Linked DNA regions of Mus musculus: region 2 is linked to region 1. The links are chromatin contacts, called in public Hi-C maps. All regions are on one chromosome and are shown on one strand. Each heading gives the region's core, a stretch centred on a gene start, on an enhancer-like site or on the middle of the called end of the contact. The rest is flanking DNA. Distances are from core to core; before and after follow the strand shown. Region 1 holds the start of Pnn (pinin). Region 2 holds the start of Rps29 (ribosomal protein S29).

Evidence for each region. Hi-C and Micro-C count contacts between places; a contact is called where the count stands out from the background.
Region 2: a contact with region 1 is called in a Hi-C map of B cells, with 6 read pairs. The contact joins the promoter of Rps29 here to the promoter of Pnn in region 1. A contact is called at or near these places in 3 of 39 promoter capture datasets (the HPC-7 cell line, cranial neural crest and pre-B cells) and 1 of 484 Hi-C or Micro-C datasets (B cells).

Annotation. Positions count from the first base shown.
Region 1 is chr12:59,064,783-59,068,658 of GRCm38.p6, reverse strand. Pnn (pinin) reads right to left here and starts at 1,740. Exons shown (of 9, transcript NM_008891.2): 1 at 1,544-1,740; 2 at 809-880; 3 at 306-374. The coding sequence starts at 1,656.
Region 2 is chr12:69,157,491-69,161,366 of GRCm38.p6, reverse strand. It overlaps Rps29 (ribosomal protein S29), which reads left to right and starts at 2,181. Exons shown (of 3, transcript NM_009093.2): 1 at 2,181-2,370; 2 at 2,607-2,706; 3 at 3,546-3,645. The coding sequence starts at 2,309. The coding sequence ends at 3,554. It also overlaps Rn7s1.

The DNA.
Region 1 (3,876 bases), core at 491-2,990:
GGTGTTCAAATGCTCATCTCCAGAAGGCATATTCTACTGAGTTTATATCGCATTTACCACTTTCTTATGGGGGGTGGGGGAGGGGTGGAAGCAAGATGCTCCAAACCAAGCTTTGCTCTCTTCTCATATCCAAACGTTTCTTGGTGTTTTTTAAAGTACAAAACAGAACGTGTTACTTCTAATCCCACTGAGTTCTGTAAACTGGGCTAGCCCAGTTCAAATCAATCCCAATGACATAGAAATATCTGTAGTGTCCCAGAAAACAAGATGGGTACTGACTCTCCAGACATCTTTTGAAACCATACCTACTGACTGCCCCTTCCAGGTCTCTTTGTTTGGCTGGGGGTCCTCCTCCACTATCTGAGAATCCACGCCTGCAATGAGAAACATCCAACCTAAAGCTCGAGAAACATTAGCAGAAACTGGTATTTCTAGTCGACTAGAGAATTTAGTTGATTTCATAAAGAAGAAAAACACAAGTGAAGCAAACTTAAGCAAACAATTACATGAACAACACCCTACCACCAATTACATTCTTAGATGTCAAAAGCCTTAACAGAACTTAAAAACAGTTAAGTTTATATGAAACTGTCCCCCCCCCACCCCCACCCCCCAGTCAGGGTTTCTCTGTATAGCCCTGGCTGTCCTGGAACTCACTTTGTAACTTTGTAGACCAGGCTGGCCTTGAATTCAGAAATCCGCCTGCCTCTGCCTCCCAAGTGTAGTGCATATGAAACTGTTCTAATATTCTCCAACCTCTACTTTTGCAATACATTTATTAGAAACAAGGCAGTTATCATCTCCTTACCTTAGCAATAAGCTACCTCGTCCTCTACCTCCACCAGGACCAGAAAGGGCCAGCAATCTGGCTTGGATGGGCCTAAAAAAGAATTATAATCAGTGTAAAAGTCCTATGCAGACACATGAGAGGGCTTCATATACTTCCACACACTAAGGTACACACTACGTAGAAATGAACACAAATAATTCTAAAATGACCGTTTCAGATCCACTTCTTCGAAACCAAACATTAAAATCCTCTTTCTTGCTTCCCCAAGACCACCGTTACGAAAATATATGTATCTCGAGACTGCTACATATTAATAAGTCTGGGTCAGGTCCTATCTGCCAACCTCAAGGGAAGGACACCCAAGCCAGCAGGGAGAGGCAGCCACTGCTTCCCCCGGGGGTCTCCGACTTGACAAGGGTTCGGAGCCGCAGGGGTGGAAAGGGGCTTTGTACTGCAGTTCCGGGCCTGCAGCGCCAAGGGCGGGAAGCCGTGGTCTCGGCCTTCCCGGGGGCGCGGAAACCACGCCGGGCAGCCGGGCGGGCCTTCCTTCCATTCGCAAGCACTCGCACCCAGTGCCCTAGGCGCAGGCATGGCGTCTCCCCGCCTAGCCGAGCAGAGGGCTCGCCCGCCGCCCGGGAAACGGGCCCCTTGACCCCAGTCGGCCCACAAGCGGCCGGTTGCCCTCTGTCCCGGGTGCGCCCGGCCCCGAGGCCCCGGACCTCGCCAACCTCTGGGGTTCCGTCCGATCCGTACCTCACATCATTCGGGTCCCGCCCGGTGAGCTTGCGGATATTCTCGTCCACATTCTTGAGGCTCTCTTTGGCCTTCTCTAGCTGCTCCTGCAAAGCTCTCACGGCGACCGCCATCTTCTCTCTGCAGCAGGCTTCGCGACCGCTCTCCAGGCCGCGCAGCGCCGCACCGCGCCCGCCGCTCCACGCGGAAGGACTGACAGCCGGCCCCAGCCAATGATCGCGGGCTTCTTCTCGGGCCTGGACCACCCGAGGACCGGAAGGGGAAGAAGCTTGTCGATCCGTGATTCTGGACCAATGAGAAGCCGGCAAGTCACTCAGCTCCTCCCCTCGCCGCCTGCCGTGGTTGCGCTCCGCTGCTTGCGCAGAGCGGGGAGGGATTACGTCGGTGTGATAGATCCAATCTCGGGGGTCTGCAAAGGCATCCTCTTAAACTTGACATGTCGCTGACTTCATAGTGCGCCTAAACTCTTCCCATGGGACGGAAGAGGCTATACATCCTTTTTTTCCTTCCCCAAGAGGTTTAATCAGAAAAGGGCATGGCAAATAATGGCTGTTGCGCATGCCCAGAGTGCAGGGAGGCGCAGGCTGTCTTCCATTAGTGAACTGAACCACCAGGAGTCTTCATCCTAACAGCTAATAGTTATTGTGGACACTGAGAATCGCTTTGCGTGCCTTAGTCGTTAAAAACTAGAAACTTGAATGAGATGGTGCTTAATGATAAGGAAATTGAGGCTGCGGACCTAGGTCCAACAGGTCGTCAGATCTCGATGAAGAGGCAATTTATATTCTGATCCTGAGCAAAGTTGTTTCCAGCAGGGCCTAATGCCTGCGGGTATAATAGAGGGTCTGGAGAAGTTGCCAGTGGTTTCCTGTGTGTATTTTCTGGATTCCACTTTGCCCTACCCACAATGCCAATATGGACGCTGGTTTTGTACTTGACATAGAGGTACACGTTTTAGTTCGGAAAAATGTTACACAAATGCAAAGGTCAAATCCTTACAAGTTTTCTCCCTGAAAAGGAACAAGAATTTTTGTTTTGTTTTTAGTAACAGTAACTTGGTCTTATCCTGTATGCTATTTGTGTGGAGGCTCATAACTGGATAGGTGAGGAAGAATTTCATTATCTTATCAATGTTAACAGCACCTGTTATCTACAAAACGAATACCATGACAGCCAAGGATACACAGAAAAACCCAGTCTTGAATAAAACCAAAACCAAAAAGAAGAAGGGGGGAAGGGGAGGAGGAGAAGGAGGAGAAGGAGGAGGAGGAGGAGGAGGAGGAGGAGGAGAAGAAGAAGAAGAAATAGAAGAAGAAGAAGAAGAAGAAGAAGAAGAAGAAGAAGAAGAAGAAGAAGAAGAAGAAGAAGAGAAAAGTCAGGTGGTAACATGCCTTTTAATCCCAGCACATGACAGGTTGAGGCAGGTGGATTAGCCTGGTTTACAGAGCTAGTTCCAGGACAGCCAGAGAATCCTGTCTGGAAATACTTACTCCCCCTCAGAGAGAAGGGTGGGGAGGGGGAGAGGGAGAGAGAGAAAGGGAGAAAAGGAGAGGGTGACAGGAAATATCTTTGAAGAAGCTTGAAGGTGTATAGCATATTAGCAGGAAGCAATATAGAAAACCAAGATTTTTTCTTTGGTAAAAAGCAATTAAGTCTAAAAATTATTTAATTCTAATTGTAAACAAGGTTTCACTGAGTTATCTATACATAAAAGATAGGATCTTTTAAATTTTACTATTATTTTGCATGTATGGGTATTTTGCCCTCATGTTTATCTGTGCAACTACATGCATGTATGCATGATGCCCTTAGAGACCAGAAGTGGGGGGTGGGATCACTGGAACTGGAGTTACAGACAAGGTTAATGTTGATGCTGGGAACTGAACCCAGGTGTCCCCTCCCATCTATTTATATATTTATAATACATATCACACACACACACACACACACACACACACACTCAGGAATAAAATAAATGTTTGGCATTGGAGAGATGACCCAGTGGTTAATCTAACTGGCTGTTTTCCAAGAGGGCCTGAGTGTGGTTCCTATCGCCCTCAGGGCAGCTTACAACCACCGATAGCTCCAGTCAGGGGAACCCGATAACCTCTTCTCGCTTTCATGGCGAGCAGACACACGAAGAGTACATATATACACGTGCAGGTGAAATACTCATGCACATAAAATAATTAAAAATAAATATTTTTAAAAGATTATGAAACTCCTCCAGGCTGCTGTGAGTGATAGTGGGTCAGTGCCTTACATCTGTCCCTTCACGGCTGAAAGTCTCTGCTTTTGTTCCCCAACTTCTGCGAGTCCACACCCATACCAGC
Region 2 (3,876 bases), core at 932-3,431, about 10 Mb before region 1:
AAAGCTCTACGATGTGTAAGAGTATAGAAAACACTGATTGTTACTGAAAGCAGTGGAAGTTTGACCTCTGTGGTAGTGCTTGGGTAGCAAGTGTGAGATCTTAGATTCAACCTTTAGCAACCCCCTCTTCCTTAAAAAAAAAAAAAAGGTTGGGACTTTAACTCTTAATGATGTCGATCCAATATAATAAATCAAAGTTTGGCAACTATCAGTAAATTGGCAGATGTGTACACTCAAACCTGCAGAAATCTATTTTCCAGATTGGCAGAAACTTATTTTTTTAAATATTTATTTATTATTATACATAAGTACACTATAGCTGTCTTCAGACACACCAGAAGAGGGCGTCAGATCTCATTATAGGTAGTTGTGAGCCACCATGTGGTTTCTGGGATTTGAACTCAGGACCTTTGGAAGAGCAGTCAGTGCTCTTACCCACTGAGCCATCTCACCAGCCCCTGGCAGAAACTTATTGTCACGATGCTAGCCAATCTGTCAGGGGTAGCTAGGAAAACACAAATGCTCTTTGGATCCCAAGAAAAGGCAGTGAACAGTCTAGCCAGACTCTTCCAGAAGGCCTGGCTAGCCAGGAAGGGCATGGCTACCTGTTTTGGCAAAGCAGTGATCCCAGTAATAGTAACAGGTACTGATTGATGAGAGGAAAAATAAGGCACCAGTGAGCTGTGTCCTTCAGCAGCGTTATCTTCTTACTCTGTCTAGCAACAGTACCCTCCTGTGTTCTCCCGTTTGTTTAGTTGTATTACATGTTGTCAAAGCAAGACAGAGAGATAGATCAACAACAACAACAGAACTGGAATTGAAAAGGTGAGGGAATCGCGGTGTGTGTGTTTGTTTATGTGTATATGTGTGTGTGTATTTGTATATGTGTATATGTGTGTGTGTGTTTGTGTAAAACACTAGATTTGAAGACTGACAACAGACATTAAATTATATCTGGTCTTTAAATCTGTGACTCTTTCATTATGAAATAATTGGGTAAGGATTGTCTACCAAAATTTTGAAGTAGCATACTTTAAAGTTTTTTTTAAAGTTTCTATTAAAAGTCTTCTACAAAAGGCTTTTTTTCTTAATTTTACTCTGCTACATTCTAGATTTAGTTAAAGCTTTTATTTCAGGGGGCAGGGCTTTGTGCAATTTTAGGTTTTATTTTTATTTTATATATTTTTTATTTTTTATAAATTTGTCTTTTGAAGTTTGTCGTTACTTGTTTTGCTATTAAATTATCTGATGAAAACAACTTTTATTTTATATTACTTTTCTTCATATTCATCCACTTAGCCTGCGTTTGGTGGCACAAGCAAGCCCATTATTAGAGGCTGAGACATTAGGATAGGGAGTGTGAGTCTATTATGGGCAAAATGAGAGTCTTGGGCCAGTCTTGTCTACACAAAAACAAATGAAAAGTAAATGTAGGCGATTATATTTAGGTATCAAGGGTGGTATACTCACATATACGTAAGACCCTATTTTCCATCCATGGAATGATGTGGATTTCTTTTTGGAGTATATGAGGTCAAAAGATTTAATAAGAGGCCCCTATCGTTGACTCTTACTCATTACACTTGATTTAAGTTGTCATATAATTTCACGCCAGTAGGTGTCAGTAGTGAGTAAAGGAAAAAAAAAATCACGTTTGTAAGCGAACGTTTGTGTTAAGACAATGTAAAAAATTAAGGTTGAAATGTATTATATGAGAAAAGGGTGAATTAAAAAGAAAGTGAGAATAATGTTAATATTATTAAGTGTCCAAAAAGAGACGGGGTCTCGCTATGTTGCCCAGGCTGGAGTGCAGTGGCTATTCACAGGCGCGATCCCACTACTGATCAGCACGGGAGTTTTGACCTGCTCCGTTTCCGACCTGGGCCGGTTCACCCCTCCTTAGGCAACCTGGTGGTCCCCCGCTCCCGGGAGGTCACCATATTGATGCCGAACTTAGTGCGGACACCCGATCGGCATAGCGCACTACAGCCCAGAACTCCTGGACTCAAGCGATCCTCCTGTCTCAGCCTCCCGAGTAGCTGGGACTACAGGCGTGCGCCACCGCGCCCGGCGAGCGCTGAGAGCGACGGGGAGATACTAGAGCTGCGGCGGGCCGTGACGTCACTCACTGTGCCCGCCCAGCCAGCCTTAGAAATGTCACTCAGAGCACGCGGACCAATGTTGTCGCACGGCGTACGCGTCACGTCTTAGCGTTGTATTCTGGGTAGCGTGTAGCTCCAAAAAACTTTGAAGAGCGCCTGCGCGAGCCGACTCGTTCCTTTCTCCTCGTTGGGCGTCTGAAGGCAAGATGGGTCACCAGCAGCTCTACTGGAGTCACCCACGGAAGTTCGGCCAGGGTTCCCGCTCTTGGTGAGGAGCGGGTTGTGGAGACCGCGGTTAGAGGGAAGGGCCATTGTTGGTGACTGGGTGTCGGAAATTCAAGGCCCGCGGGCGGCGCGCAGGGCGTTCGGTGCTGCCGTCGCCATTACGGGCTTAGCTAGGCCGGGCCGGGCGGGCCCTGCTGCGGGTGGTGGGGAAGCTGAGGAGTGCTGTACCTTACTGTGGCGGCTCCATTAAGGCCATCTCCTTGTCCTTCCTCCTCCCAGCCGCGTCTGCTCCAACCGCCACGGTCTGATCCGCAAATACGGGCTGAACATGTGCCGCCAGTGCTTCCGGCAGTACGCGAAGGACATAGGCTTCATTAAGGTACGCGCGGTTGGTCGCTGCCGTCCACGATGCACACAGCGGAGGGTTTTAAGAGTTCCAGAAGGGAAGGGTGAAGGGTTTAATGCCTGGTCAGATTTAGGTGTCAGGTGGGTAGGAGGTGGTGCAGTTTCTACATAGTAACTGAATATTCCTAACCCAATACGTGTCTTAAATTTCTGGCCCAGGATGTTTGATCATACTGGGAAGAGCTCTAGACTTCACACACCGAAACCTAAGTGAATCTAGTGAACACACTGCTATGTTTTAGCCAGGGTTTTGGCTTTTTATTTGTTCTAAGGTTGATGTCTCAAAAGTCTCCTTTTTTGGTCAAAACCACTGTATATATATTTCATCTGCTTTTTATTTGTACCAATTTTTTTAAAAAGTATTTTAACCGGGTTTCTCCGTAGCCCTGGCTGTCCTGGAACACAGATTCTCTGCTGGGATTAAAGGTGTGCATCACACCCAGCTGCGGGACCAGTTTTAAATAAACTTGTGTTTAATGGGCCTGCATGGTATTTGACACTGCTGAGGTGCAGCAGAGAGTTTTAAGCTCAGACTTACATTATTGATGAAATAGTTACTGTAAGCCTAGCCTTACAGTTTAGAGACTTGAATGACTCAAGTGTGTCAGGATCGGTCCCTCCTCCGTCTGGTCTAGGTTTTTTCGGGTTAAGATGAACTGCAGAAACGGGCTATTTAGTAACTCCGGAGTACATGACATGGTTAATGTAATTTTGTGTGGTCTTGTATCGGGGAATAACTAGGGGGAACCAGTGGAAATAAATGCCAGAATCACAGTCTAAGTAATAGACTCCGTTTTGTTTTTTTCTTTTCAGTTGGACTAAGCGACCTTGAATGGATTCGACTGACTACTACCAAGTGGAACCGATCATGCTAGTCTTTGTACACAAAGAATAAAAATGTGAAGAACTTTAATTCCTGTGTGTGTGTTTTGTTTAGAAAAGGGAAGCAAAAATGTAGAGTTGCAAGCTGAGGCAAAAATGAGTTTGAGGCAAGAGGAAACGGAACCAGGACAGTTAGAACCTCCCAAGTGATCTTGGGTGGCACAGGTTGGAGTGGTTTGGGTAGTTAATTAGGGGAAGGTCCAAGTAGTTAGGATCCCAAGGGTTTTGACTGGAGCAAGTGTAGAATTGCAGGACTGAAGAC